Linked DNA regions of Capsicum annuum: all the other regions are linked to region 2. Evidence: chromatin contacts called from public Hi-C data. All regions are on one chromosome and are shown on one strand. The core of a region is the stretch at or near the end of the contact, and the rest is flanking DNA. Distances in the headings are between cores, read along the strand shown.

What was found. Hi-C and Micro-C count contacts between places; a contact is called where the count stands out from the background.
Region 1: a contact with region 2 is called in a Hi-C map of placenta, with 6 times the contacts expected there. The contact joins the promoter of LOC107877681 here to the enhancer-like site in region 2. A contact is called at or near these places in 3 of 5 Hi-C or Micro-C datasets (bud, leaf and placenta).
Region 3: a contact with region 2 is called in a Hi-C map of placenta, with 3 times the contacts expected there. The contact joins the promoter of LOC124885666 here to the enhancer-like site in region 2.

Annotation. Positions count from the first base shown.
Region 1 is chr7:7,979,351-7,984,173 of UCD10Xv1.1, reverse strand. It overlaps LOC107877681, which reads left to right and starts at 2,309. Exons shown (of 9, transcript XM_016724371.2): 1 at 2,309-4,823. The coding sequence starts at 2,888.
Region 2 is chr7:8,020,422-8,025,418 of UCD10Xv1.1, reverse strand. No RefSeq gene overlaps it. Among protein-coding and RNA genes, the nearest start is that of LOC107877681, 41 kb to the right of the region's middle. Within about 2 kb of position 1,603, at least 1 of the 5 cell types and tissues checked has an H3K27ac peak or open chromatin away from gene starts, as enhancers often do.
Region 3 is chr7:8,063,982-8,069,048 of UCD10Xv1.1, reverse strand. LOC124885666 reads left to right here and starts at 2,644. Exons shown (of 1, transcript XM_047393906.1): 1 at 2,644-2,997. The coding sequence starts at 2,644. The coding sequence ends at 2,997.

The sequences.
Region 1 (4,823 bases), core at 1,060-3,559, 42 kb after region 2:
CACTAGATAATAGACCTAAGATACGTAAAGCTTCATTTCTTATGAATAATCTGTAAATCAAGTCTCACCTTCACAACATCATAAGTTACATCCCTGAACTTGCATTTCAAGTATTTTATCTTGATCTTGCTTAATGTTACCAAACCTCAAGCTTAATTAGCATTGACTCCCTTGTGAATTTGGTAGATTAGAACTATGTCATCGATAAATAAAATACACCAGGTCACCTCATCTCGGTATGCGGAATCAATTCATCCTTCACCAAGATAAACAAAAATTGACTTAGAGTTAATCCCTAATGCAAACTCAACTCAAATAGAAAATGACCTAACTCTCTAACCATTGTCCTTGCCCGTGTCTTCGGTTTATCGTACATGTTTTTAAGTGATCTAGTATACATCATGTGAACACTTTAGCCTTCGTGCACCTTTATAGAACCTTCCTCAAAATCTTGTCATAGGCTTTTTTCTAGGTTAATGAACATATATGCATATTTTTTTATCTTTTTTCTCTGTATTGTTTCACTAGTTTCCTGTAGAGATGTCTTTTGTAGTTGAACATCTCGATATAAATTTGAACTAATCCCCTAAAATAAACACGTCTAGTCTTAGCTCCACCACTTCAAATCTTCACAGTGTGATTTATTAATTTAATTTTCCTTTCAATTAGTTGTTGCACTTTTGAATGCCACCCCAGTTTTTATATAATGAGATCGTCATACTCTATCTCCATTCATTTGACATTTTAATTTTCTTAAAAATGATGTGAAACAACTTAGTCAGCTATTCCATACCTACCTTGTTGCGTTCTTTCAAAATTCCACCAAAATTTCACTTGACACAATCTATCTCTCCCTATGCATCGTTCTATGAATAACACCCTTAACGCCCTCAACATGTATACACCTACAATGCCCAAAATCATAATATCTCTCAAACTATTCTAAATCTTATGACACAATGTTCGTGTTCCTTTTTTTGCTCAAAAGTTTATGAAAGTATGACAATCATCTTCATTTAATAAGTATAGCTCATTTTTATTTGCTTTTTTCAAAGCTCATCCATTCATTTTGCTCGCAACTATCCTATAAGTTCTCCTAGTAAAAAGAATTAGACATTCATCTTTTTTTTTAAAGAGAAATGGTCAAATATCCCCTCCCCCAACTTTTACCTCAAATCCCAACTACACACTTATACTTTGAGAAGGTCCTATGACCTCCCTGAACTATTTTAAAATGAAATTATTATCCCTCCAATGCTAACATGGCAAGAGAGTGTGTTTCACTCTCTTTAAAAAGAATAAGAACAAAAATATTTTATTAAAAAATTATTTTTATTTTTTCTTTAAATAAATATATATAATTTTAATTATTATTTTTCTTTCTTCTTCTTCTTCCCCAATTCTTCTTCTTCTTCAATGACATCTAAGAATGACAATTAATTTTTTTTTTCTTCTTCAATGGCATCCAAGAACCCATAAATGGCAATTAAATTATTTTCTCCTTCTTCTTCTTCAATTCTTCTTCTTCTTCAATGGCATCCAAGAACCCATCAATGACAATTAATTTTTTTTCTTCTTCTTCAATTCTTCTTCTGCTTCTTCAATGGCATCCAAGAGCAATTTTTTTTCTTCTTCAATGGGATCCAAGAACTCATCAATGATATTTCCTTTTATTCTTCTTCTTTTTCAATGGCATCCAAGAACTCGAATTACGTGAGAATATTGAATCAATTCAGATTGAAAAATAAAGTCACTGAAATTTTGAATTTTCCGGCGCCATCACTGTTGCGATACCATTTTGTGAAAATCGAATATTTTTTGAACATTAATTGTTGATTTGATTTTGATAAGATTACATATCGTGTGAATTCTATATGATTTATTATGCCATTGAAGAAGAAGAATAGAAGAAGAAGAGGAAGAAGAAGAAGATGATGATGATGTGGCATGACGTGGAATTAATTTTTATAGTAAAAAAATGATATATGACATGGAATTACGTGACATAACACGTGGCAGCGCGTGTTAACCACAAATCAAAATAAAATTTGGGTATGAGTTTTTAGAAAGGTATATTCCACTTTAAAATAATTTGGAGATAATAATTTCATTTTAAAATAGTTTAGGGGATCATAGGACCTTTCAAAGTATAAATGTGTAGTTGAAATTTGGGACAAAAGTGGGGGTATTTGATCATTTTCTCTTTTTAAAGTGTTGCTTTCAACTTTTTTTCTTTAAAAAAAAAAAATTGCTTTTAGATCCTTCCTTAATTAGATCCTTCCCCAAATTGACTAAATTTTGCAAAATTGAAACACTTCTGCATGCAGTCTTCCACGTGCCCTTTCCCCCTATTATCTTCTCTTTCTCTCAAATTTCAATTTCTTTAATATCTTTCTGCTAATTTTTTTTTCAAGAAATAAAAAATAAAAATAAAAATCAAAATCAAAATCATAGGCACCTTCCTCTTCCATTTCTAGAATTTTGATAGCGACCCACTCATATTTTTCTGCAAAAAATTTCAGAAAAAAAAAATGATTTTAAAAAATTATAAGGGAATTTGTATATTTTTTTTTGGTATCTCAGCTATACAAATATAGAAATTAGCAAGAAAGTGCTGTTCTTCTTCTTCTTCTTGTTATCCACTACTTTCTTGGAGGTAATTTTTCAGTTAGATGTTGTTTGGTTACTGAATACATATGTTTCTTGAAAACCCCTTTTGATTTTCTTGTATTTGGGTGAACCCCATTAGGGTTTATTGAGGTAATTTTTAGTTCAAAGTTGCTATTTTTAGTAATTTGGGGTTCTTGGTTTTTGTATTTGTTTAATGTAGAAATAGTAATTTTGGGTTTTGGTGGTAAAAAAAATTGAATCTTGATTTGTAAAGATTATGGCTTTTGAACAAAGTTCAATACCTAAAGATTTGAGGCCATTGAATATTGTTAGGACAGTGGCAGAAGAATCGGGTCGACCCGTTGAGGGGTTTTATGGTAACCCGACCCGGGATGTTGGAGGTAGTCCTGGAACTATACAAGGGGTTTATTATCCTGCTACTGTAGCTGATGGAGGGTTTGTAGGTTTAGGATATGCTAATAATGCGGGTTCGGTGGCAGCTGGGTGGGTCCCACAGGTTGTTGGTTCGCAGCCACCGGGTGTTGTGAGTGTTGGTGTTGTGAATTCGGGTAGTGGGTTGTCGCATAATTTGAATTCCGGGGGAAGGGTTGGTAGTAATGCGTCTGAGCGTGCTACCGATGATGGTGGTGGTGATGGTTCGGTGTCAGGGAGGAAAGTTAAGTTTTTGTGTAGTTTTGGTGGGAGGATAATCCCGAGGCCGAGTGATGGGGCATTGAGATATGTAGGTGGACAGACTAGAATTATTAGTGTTAGGAGGGATGTGAGTTTTGCGGAGCTGGTTCGCAAGATGGTAGATACTTATGGGCAGGATGTGACGATTAAGTACCAGTTGCCTGATGAGGATCTTGATGCACTTGTGACCGTTTCTTGTTCAGAAGATCTTGAAAATATGATGGATGAGTATGAAAAGTTGGTTGAAAGAGCGTCAGATGGGTCTGCTAAATTGAGGGTGTTTCTTTTTTCGTCTTCAGAGCTTGAATCGTCCGTTGTAGCGCAATTAGGAGATCTACAAGATAGTGGACAGAGGTATGTCGAGGCAGTGAATGGGATTAGTAATGGAGTTGGTGGTATTGGTCTTGCTAGGAAAGTGAGTAACGCTAGTGCTGGTTCCACCCAGAATTCAGAATTTAGTGGCTCTGAAGCTATGGATGGCTTAGGTCATGGTCAGGGGGAGCTTAGAGCTGTACCTTCTTTTGACGCATTATCACCTAGTGGGACTTCTGCTACCTCTCAAGAACCGGTTTACAGTTTGGTGTCTCCAGATGCACATCCCGCAGCTCATGCTGATGCTTCTGTTGCTCCAGTGACCATTCCATTAGTTGTTCCTGGTACAGTGTCAAGTGTATCTGCTCAGCCGGAGCACGGGTTAGAGAAAGTTATGCCTGTTGCTGCACAGCAGCAACAAATGGGTTATGATATGCAGCAAACAGGAGTGACTTATCCAGGAACTACACCATATGTCCCAGTTTATGTGGATCCTCAGAGGGAGACTGCAAGCCGTACAGATTATGTTCAGATCCCTTCCCAAATGGGATTCCCAAGACAGCTTTTGGGAACGGTTGGGCCAGTAATCAATCAGCAGCATATAATTGCTGGTGGTTCGACTCAGCAGTTTGTCCCTGCTCTTCACATGACAATGACTCCTTCAGGCCATGTCAGTATGAATCCTAATCTGGTTGCCTCACAGATTCAGCCCCAACATGTTAGGTTAGAACATTATCCTGCAGAAGGAACATTGGGGCAGAGAGTTGTGCAGTTACCTATTGACCAAGGATATAGTGTCTATCAGCATCATGCCCCTCCTGCAGGTCTTGGAGGAGCTTATGGATGGCACCAGGTTCCGCAGACTCAGCAGGTGCAGGTGCCACTTTCTGAAGGTCAGGTGCCTCAACCACTGGTTACTGGTTCTGAGGCATCACCTAGGTTTGATGACTGTCTAATGTGTCAAAAGTCGCTGCCTCATGCACACTCAGATTCAATAGCACAAAACCAAAGAGAGAGTCCTGCAAGCACAGTATCTGACTTTAATCCAGTGCATCATAGCCTTAGGTTGGATGAGAGGGGGCGGCCTATTTACCAAGCTGTTACAACAGGAAACCTGGGTGAGGGAGCTGCTGTTGGGCAAAGATTTGGGGGTCAGATGGATCATGGAGTTGGAAAAGGCCAAGGTGAGGTAATTGGAGGCTCACAAA
Region 2 (4,997 bases), core at 354-2,853:
TTGATATTTGTACATCTGTTGCTTGTATATCTATATATACATATATGCAAATGAAGTATACATATATTCAAATCAAAACTGTTGTTTATTATTTGTATATATGTTGTTTGTATATCTGTATATGCAAATTTGAATGTTGTTTGTAAATGATATTGTAAACGAAATATACATATATTCAAATCAAAATTGTTGTTTATTATTTATATGTCTGTTATTTGTATATCTGTATATACAAATTTAAATGTTGTAAACGAAACACATATGCAAATGAAATATACATATTTGTATATCTATTGTTTGTATATCTGTATATACCTATATGCTAACGAAACAAACATATACATATATATTTATTATTTGTATATCTGTTGTTTGTATATCTGTATATACAAATTTGAATGTTTTACATAATAACAAATTTGAATGTATATACATATATGCACTCTAAAACTGCATATATCTGCATATGCATTATTCTTCAAAATGTATATGTGAAAGTTAACTGTATATACATATATGTAAATTGTATATATATATATATTAAAAATACAAACTGTATATACATACATACACTCTAACTTTGTATATGTATACATATGCATGTATTATTCTACAAAAATAAAGTATACGTATCTACATATATTGAAACAAAAATGTATATTGACCAACAATTCTGTTTCACGAGAATATATACAAAAAAACCTCGTAATCATTGTCAACTTCATTGCTTCCCCTTTTAGATTTAGATACCTTAGAATATTTTTTTCCTTTCCTCCTTGTTAGAAGATGCAAAATTCTTTCCTTTTTTTTTTTTTTGATAAATCATCTATCAAAAAATGGGGGAGTGACTTACATAATATATAAAAAATTTTATTATAAAATAAAAATTCGCAAAAATGAAAAAATTATAAAAACGGGGGAGTACTTCCCCTTTTCAATTTTTTTGTAAAATAGATGAACAACGAAGAAATTTAACGACTAACTGACATAACATATAAAAAAATTTAAAAAATTAAATATAATGTCAATAAATATCCTAAACTGATTTTCTGTGGTGAAAAATCCGCATAAACGATTTATCACAGAAAAATCAAGGATTATATTTTGTGATATTAGGGTGACTTTGAGAGAAAAATAAGGAGAAGAAAGTTGAAAAAGATCTCTTGAATAATCATGTACTATGATGTTGCCAATATTGTCGTTTCTTTAATTTAAAATCAAGAATATTAGAGTGATTTTGAGAGAAAATTAAGGAAAAATAAGTTGAAGAAGATATCATAAAAAATCTTGTGTTTTGATATTCCATTGTTGCCTTTTTTTTTTAGCCAATAGGATAGAAAGAGAATAGAAAGAAAATATCAAAAAGTAAATACATGAGAGAGAGAATTGATATATACAAATCTTAATATGTTTGTATATAGGGCCCACAAAAAAAAATGACTTTTAACTACCAAATGACTATGAATTATAATTTTTTATAACATTAACCATATCATGTAATTTTCACTTTCTATAATATGTAATTTTTCCATATTATAGTGGTGACTTGGCTAGAAAGATATGATATAAGCATGGGCCATCAAGCCCATATATATTGGATTTGGTATCTGTCTTTAAGCATAACTGGGACATATCACATTTGGGCTTGTCGACAACATTCTCCAATAGGTGTAAATGGCTGAGTGTAAATTCTATAGAAAAACACAAATGCAAATTAAAATGATGGTTTTCACTAAGTATATTCATAACCAATTAATTTTAATTTATTGGGAGTAACTAGTATCTGGTCAAACCTCGTCTGGCGCACTGCAAGCCCCTGCCCAGATGTTTGTTATAGTAAGTTGGGAAATGGCGATACATCAAAGATTGAAGTTTCGTAACATATTGGCAAAGGTCCCTAATTTAAGGGCTCTGTCAGCAAAAGGATCAATTGCCGCTCTTTAGTCGATTGATCTCATTGATTATATGACAGGATGGAAAGGTGAAGGAGCATAGATGTCATCATAATTTGGGTTGTTCAACCCACATGCATCGTTTAATAAAAACACTTTCGTTAAATCGCCTTCAGTAACTGTAATTTTGTAGTTTGCTCGAGGATCACACCCTTCACAAAATAACAAAGTAGGATCAGACTAAATCCTAATAAAGTTCAACTTACTTTAGTCACAAATTACACTCTTAATGTATAAAAGCAACTTGAAATCAAATCCAACATGATCTCCCATCTATATTTAGTGTTACTATATAATTTATTCTCTCCACCTAAAGAATATGTTGATATCATGGGTCCCTTTTTAATTAATGTATTTCCTAAAGTTCCAAAATCTAAGAGAATGAAGAATATAAAACAAATTCAAACATGATTTATAAACTCTCTTTCAAAAATCAACATGACAATGACAATTTTTATGTGTGGGGCTTCACTTTACCATTATCACTTCATCACTAAGAATCCCAACAACCAGACAAGAATAGGGTCCAATATAACACCCATATTTTAAAGAAAAAATAACATAAATAGACACGTCAACTTATTATATTTACACAAATCTTCCTTTATAAGAAAATTATAAAAATTTTAATTAATTATATATCGAGAAGCTAATTATGTATCTCAATAAATGCAAAATCAGAAAAAGTGTATCGGGAGCTAATTATGTATCTTTGCAAGAAAAAAATAAATTTTCATTGGATGTATTGTGTATCTCGTCAGATCCAAAATCAAAAAAAATGTATCGAAAGCTAATTATGTATTTTTACAAAGGAAAAAATATATCTTCGTTGGATAATGTAATTTTTTATTGCTATTATTTCTGATAAATATAAGATCTTAATAAGGTTATTCTGTCACAATCTTTTTTCCAACTTTAAACAAAGAAAGTGATTAATTGAAAATAAAAATAGTAGCATTAATTATGGTTCATCTACTAGTCCAATTGTCAAAACCAACAATTTCCTAATATATGTTCCTTTTGCTCTCTTTTTATGTTTTTGTTCTTTGACTAGATATTAGAAACAAATATGCTTATCTTAATTATGTTTACTTAAGAATTAAGATGATTTAAATAAAGAAGAAAGGTTCAATATTAACCTAATCTAGATTAACTTTTTTTGTATTATAGTAATGGGATTACTTGTCCTAACTCCTTGGAGTTTGTAATATTTAGAAGACACGTTATTTATTCTTTATAATTGTATAAACATCTCGTATCATATATATTATCGATCAACTAAGTTGGTGACTAAAATGAACTAAGATTTGATTTTTGGTTGAATTTTCTATACAATTAAATGACACAATACAAGAATGAAGTAACTGGAATCCACGAAATAACTGACGTATAATTAAACAAGAATAGAGTAAAATTTGTCACTTACCATCCAAATTTCAAACATGATTAGATAATATCCAATGCTAAACTCAAAGTTGTCAAGCTTGCATTAATTATAATTAATGAAAGCTACATCACTAGCCAACCAAAATTATAGATAATGAAAGCAAAGTTCCTTAATTTTCACCAAATGGCCAAATAATTTCCAGCCACAAAATTTCAAAGAAACCATCAGTTTTCACTTTAAAGTAAAAAATCAAAATGAAAGTAAGAAAAATAACAATATAAAAATATGTGCCAATAAACCTTATCTAATTAGGGCCTTTAAGATAAAATCATGATATAAAATTATAATATGAAATTAAAGTTTTATTTGCATATATAAAATTTAAAATTTTTATGTTGTATGTTTTTCCATCAACATAAAAACCTCATGCTTCTTAAAACTCTCAAATTACCTCAGTTCTTTATAAAGTGAAGTCAAATGAGCAAAATATCTTTTAAAAGTAATGCCACGGTGGCATAGTCTTGTTGCTCTCAATTTAACTATGAAAAAAAAAATGTTTTATTAAACGTTGGTTTGAATAAAATAGTAATAAATTTGGTTAATGAACGAATTTGGTAAAAATTAATGAATTTGGTAAATAATAAATAGTAAATTAGAAGTTAGTTTGAAGATAACAAATTTTATGTTGGCGAACGTAATAGTTATATGAGATATAAATGATTTTAAAGAGTAGTAATATAAATTACAAATTTTATTTATATATGAAATAAATGGTTGGTAGATATAAATGGTGGGATTTTTCTTTTACAAAATATAAACTTATGGTTAACTTTTGTGTTTGAAAAATTCATAATCATGATATGAAATCTCAAATTAGAATTTTTGGAAATTTGAAATTTTATCTCATGATATAAAATTATAAGATAAAATTTACTTTAAATCGCATGTCCAAACACCTACTGAAACAATAATAAAAAACTGCCCTCCTTTTAGTACAATTTTTTTTTTATTATTATTATTTTTATTATTTTTATGTTTGAAGCTTCTTGAAACCTTCATAGAACATTAAAAAAATGTCATTTCTTTGAGCTTTTACCAAATTGATTAACTAACAAATTATGAAACAACTAACCCTATGTAGACATCCATAATAAAAGCATAAAACACTTTGTTAATTTACTTTAAGATTGGATAAGGAAGAGGTATCCAAAGTGATTAAGTAAACTTGTTGATTTAGATACTTCTTTAATCAACACAATGAAGAAAAACAAAAATAGTAAAAAGACAAAAAAAAAAAAAAAAGTGATTAACTAAACTAGGTTATTAGTGTGAATTAAAGGTTTTAACTTTTAATCAGACTTTTAACCACAAAATAAGTGGAACCAAAATAGATTATTAATTTTATCTATTTAAAGTTAGTTTCTCCCTAATACTATTTTTGTAATCTTCAAAATATCCACGCATATAATTTGTGCTTCCTCATCTTAAAATACTTATTGTTTTTTTTACTACTATTTAAGAGTGAGTATATGGTCGATTCAGTAGCAGAGTCAGAATTTTTATTAAGGGGGGTCAGAAATAACATACAAACAAACCGAAGGAGTTCAATATCTACTATATACACATAAAAAAATTTAATCATATATAAATAGTATAAT
Region 3 (5,067 bases), core at 1,395-3,894, 43 kb before region 2:
ATCTTTTATCTTTTTGTTCGATGAATGATTAAATCCAGGAGCAGAGTTTCTTTTTTGGTCGTCACCACCACAACCGCGACTACGTCCATGACCACGTTCAAGACCGCGACTTTTTCCATGCCTAGCATGGTGAATATGCACATCATTCACCTCAGGGAATGATGCAGATCCAGTAGGTCGATTCTCGTAATTTTTCATCAACAAATTATTATTTTGTTCATCTACGAGAAGATGAGAACTCAGTTTAGTGTACGTCTTGAAATATTTCTCTCAATATTGCAGTTGTAAGAGCACATTCGAGGCATTAAAAAAGGAGAGTGTCTTTTCCATCATATTGTCATCATTGACAGTCTCTCCATGTAGTTTTAATTGAGAAGAAATTCTGAACATGACAGAATTATACTCACGAACAAACTTATAGTCTTGAAACCTCAAATGCATCAATTCATATCGTGCTTTTGGGAGGATGACCATCTTTAAGTGATCAAATCTTTCTTTTAGGTTATTCCACAATATAAGTGAATCCTTAGTAGTAAGATATTCAAATTTAAAATTTCGTCAAGATGATGACGCAAGAAAATCATAGCCTTAGCACGATTTTGACTAGATGTTGTATTTTCTTTCTTTATGGCGTCTACAAGACCCATAGTATCTAAGTGGATTTTCGCATCTAGTACCAATGAAATATAGTTCTTGCCCGAACTTTGAAGGGCAACGAAGTCACACTTCGTAAGATTGTTAGCCGTATGAAAAAGGGAAGAAGAAGAATACTTTAGCCTTCAAATTTGAGACGGTAGAGTCTCGTGCTGATAATGTGTTATAAAATAACAAAGAATAAAGAAGAAGAATAGAGAAAGAATAGAGAGTAATTCTTATTTCTATTAAGGAATGAATCACAATGAAGGAAAATTATTTTATTTATAGGGAAAATCTAACCTTGGGGCTTATAACTTTACCATAAATAGACATTCACAATATATAGTAAAGTAGGTATTCATCATATATGGTAAAGTAGGCATTCGCTATATATGGCAATACATTTATACAAGATTTATGTTTTTTGCCCAAACATTTTTCCTTTCCGGCTTTGTTTAAGAAAATAAACTCTCCTAGTGCTAATATTAGAGTCGTCAATATGGGTCAGGCCCGTTGGGCCGGCCTGACCCAGTCTGTAATCTGGTAGGGTTGGGCTATAATTTTTTAGCCCGTTTAAGAATAAGGCTTTTTAGCTCAGTCCAAATAAGTCCGTTGGTCCGTGGGGCTTGAGCAATATGGGCTGAGCTGGCCTGTGGGCCATGAAAAAAATAATTAAAAATAGAATAGAGAACTAAGAATAAAAAAGAAGTTCAGGTTCAAAGTTTATTCGAACCTTCATAGATATTTAAATATTAACTGTATTTATAAAAATATATAATTAATTAAAATACAAAATACAAATTTTTTGAAGGAATCAAATTTGTTTGATGAAGATTACAAGGCGATGTTAAAGACGCCATAAGTGTCATGAGAGTTTATTTAAATAGTTTATTTTCGCTCTTAGTGGACTAAATATTGATATTTATTTTGTGTTATATTGTGATTAATTAAAATAAAATTAGGTTAATATTGCTATTTAGCTAGTTATGTTCTTACTCATTAATTAGTTCATTTGTTTTTTAATATCTCTCTATTTGATTTGAATTTGATGTCAAAAGTTATTCAATTTCACATATTATTAGGATTTTTTTAGTAAATTTGAGACTTGATTAACAATTAATAACATTATGTAATATTATATTGTAAATATTTATGTAATTAACATTTTAAAATTTAAATAATATATTTTAAAAAGTGGGCTGGTCCATGGAGGACCGCAATCCAGGTGTGATGATCAACCACCCTAATTAACTAAATAGGGTGATTTAAAAAGGGGTGATTTATAATAATAAATAAAGTTAAAATTAAAGTTGAAAAATAAGTAAAATTTATTTTTGATTTATCAAAATCAATTTAAAATTCTCATGATCAACCACCCTAATTTCGTAAAATAAAATAATTTTTTTTTAAAAAAAGAAGAGAAAATGCGTTATTTTCATACTGAACTATAAAAGAAATTACTGAAACATACTTCAACTTAAAGGGATCCTATTACCCCTAAATTAATTAAAATTATATTTTTGGCAACCTTAAGGCCTACGTGGCACATATATTGCACACTGCGTGAATCAACATACTGAAGGTCCACGTAGGCACACGCAGTGACAGAGCCAAGAAATTTATTAAGAAGATTCGAAAGTGCACATACGAACTAGCCGACGGGGGTTCAACATATATAATATATACATAAAAAATAATTTTAACCCTATATAAATAGTATAATTTTTCGTCGAATGAGGTTCGAATAAATCCCTAGATATATGCTAGATCCTCCACTGACACACATTTATGCCACGTAGAAACTTAAAATTGTCAACAATACAATTTTAATTAGTTAATAGGATCCCACTGCATTTACTTTAAAAAAAAAAAAAAAAAAAAAAAAAAAACAACACCAAACGGGTCATAAAATTGGACAAAGTATAAAACCCTTCACATTCTCCACCACCCTTTTAACAACTTTTTGCTCACTCTCACAAAAACTTGACACACTCCATCCGCTCCAAAATGGATGACCACAAATTCAACATCCCCAGTACTACTCTCAAACAAAAATTCAAAAGCTCTCTCTGTTTCTCCTGCTGCTTTCCCCACCACCACCGTCCTCCGCCGCTTCCACCGCCTTCGTCCTTCGATGAAAACTCCTACAAGTGGCGGAGCATCTTCAGTTTTCTTAACGGTAACGGTAATAGACACAAACGCCATTCGTCTACTGAGTTCCGTTATGATCCGTTGAGTTACTCGTTGAATTTTGAAGATGAAGCTCCTTTCACCAACTTCTCTTCTAGACTTCCTCTGTCGCCGGTGACGGAGACTGTGACGGTGAAGCATTTGGGTATTGCTGCTCCGGCTGCTTTATGACTTGACTAGTTATGCTGATTGGTCCGGGTGGTTACCGGTGAGGGTTTTGTTTGTTTTTAGTTTTTTGATTTTTACTCCTTTTTTATTTTTCTACAAATATATTACTAGTAATATAGGGGATAAAAAAAAAGTCCATATTTTTTGTACATACATGCAACTTTTGGATCTTAAGTCTTTTAAAAATGTGAAAACATAAATAATTGTAATTTAGAGCATCATTATGAAATGTAGCTATAGTTTCTATATTTACGGTTCGTAATCTTTCTCCATCAATCTTTTACTACTTGTATAAATTTTTACTTGTCCATGTTTGATATAAGTCCTTATCGAATAACATGCTCATTAAAAAAATAATTTTTGTAGTACATCATGTATGTTAATTATAAATTATTTAAATATTAAAATTAAATAATATTTAATAACAAAAATAATTAGATATAAAATAATCAATTATATCTTAATTTTTTAAATTAAATAAATAGAGATTGGGGAGGGGTGTGTCAAAATACAATAAAGTTAAACTGGTGAACAGATATATGTTACAAATTATAATGGACATTTCTATAGGTTAGACGTTTCAGGTTTGTCCTCTTCAATAGTTTTTTCACTTTTGAAATTTACTTTCCATGGATTTTGGTTGGTACAGTGCTAAAAATGAATTAAAATTGTAGTGTCAATTGGGGCTCTCAATTATTTGGGTGCAGTCAAAATGATTAATAGACAGGATGAATAGTAAAGTAACAAACTATTCTCTCCATTTTAATTTATTTCTCTAATTTTTACTTAAAATACTAATAAACAAAATGTGCAAATAAATAATCTTCCGATAAATAGCTTCTTGCTTATAAGAAAATTTAGCTTAACAATTAGCTGACAGAATTGATCTTTCGTATCAAATTCGCTGTCACTATAAGTGGCGACACAAGTAATAGTAACCGAAAGAGCTGATGCGACATGATTGTAATTGTAAGCGTTCTGTAAAATGTACCAAAATATTTTTTAGTTTGTAATTTGAAACATATTATGTGGAAATATGTAAGTGATTAGGAGGTCACGGGTTCGAGCTTTGAAATCAGTGTTCAATAAAAATGCAAGATAAAACTGAGAATAATACACTTTTTGGTGGGACTTCCTCGAGTCCCGCGCAAAGGAAAAACTTGCTCCTAACTACTTTTTTTTTGGTTGAAATACTTCCTCCGTTTTGTTTTAGTTGGTTTCTTTTTAAAAATACTTTTTTTAATTTAATTGTTCATTTGATGAAATTAAGAGGATTTTATTATGTTTTTTCAATACTATCCTCGACATTAAATGACTAAACAAATTATATTTATTCAAATTTATTGGTGGATTAGTATGTACTCGATAAAAATAGATGAGATACATACAAAAATAGAAATTTGCTAGAGTATCGAATAATAAAAGCTTCCGCGTACCAGGTGTATACACCAAATTAATATTTTTATCATTGATAAGTAATTAAATTAAGAAAAATATAAGTTAATTAGTCATGATTAAGTAACATGAACTTGAAATACAAACACAAACACAAACACATAATATACACATATTGACTTGATGTATATACCAAATGTGTGTAAGTTTTAACCGTTCGAGTTGGTCTCTTGTCAAACATCAAAGAGTATATATGTGCTTGTCCTCTTCAATTTTACTACATCTCTTTTACTATGTATATAATAAAGTAAGAAAAACTAATAGAAATTTGACATAGTTTTGAGCAACACTAATCATATATATAGGTTTTGAAAGTGTTGAGATTCTCTGTCACTTTCAGTATGGTCTTTTCCTACCCCATGATAGGTATATATGACATATTATTGGCAAAATGATTTGCCAAAAATATATTCCTTTGTAATTTTTCAATACCTAATGTTTTGCAGGGTGTAAATATCTAAGGTTTTTTTAGTGGAAAAATATTGATATTATTTTTTGCCTACCATTGCCAATTTTTTTTTTTTTTTTTTCTAATTCAAGCTTTGTTCCATCACCTAGCATAGCTTTCTCACTCAAAAACAAATGTCAAAAAAAGGAATTCTTTGAATAAATAGAAAA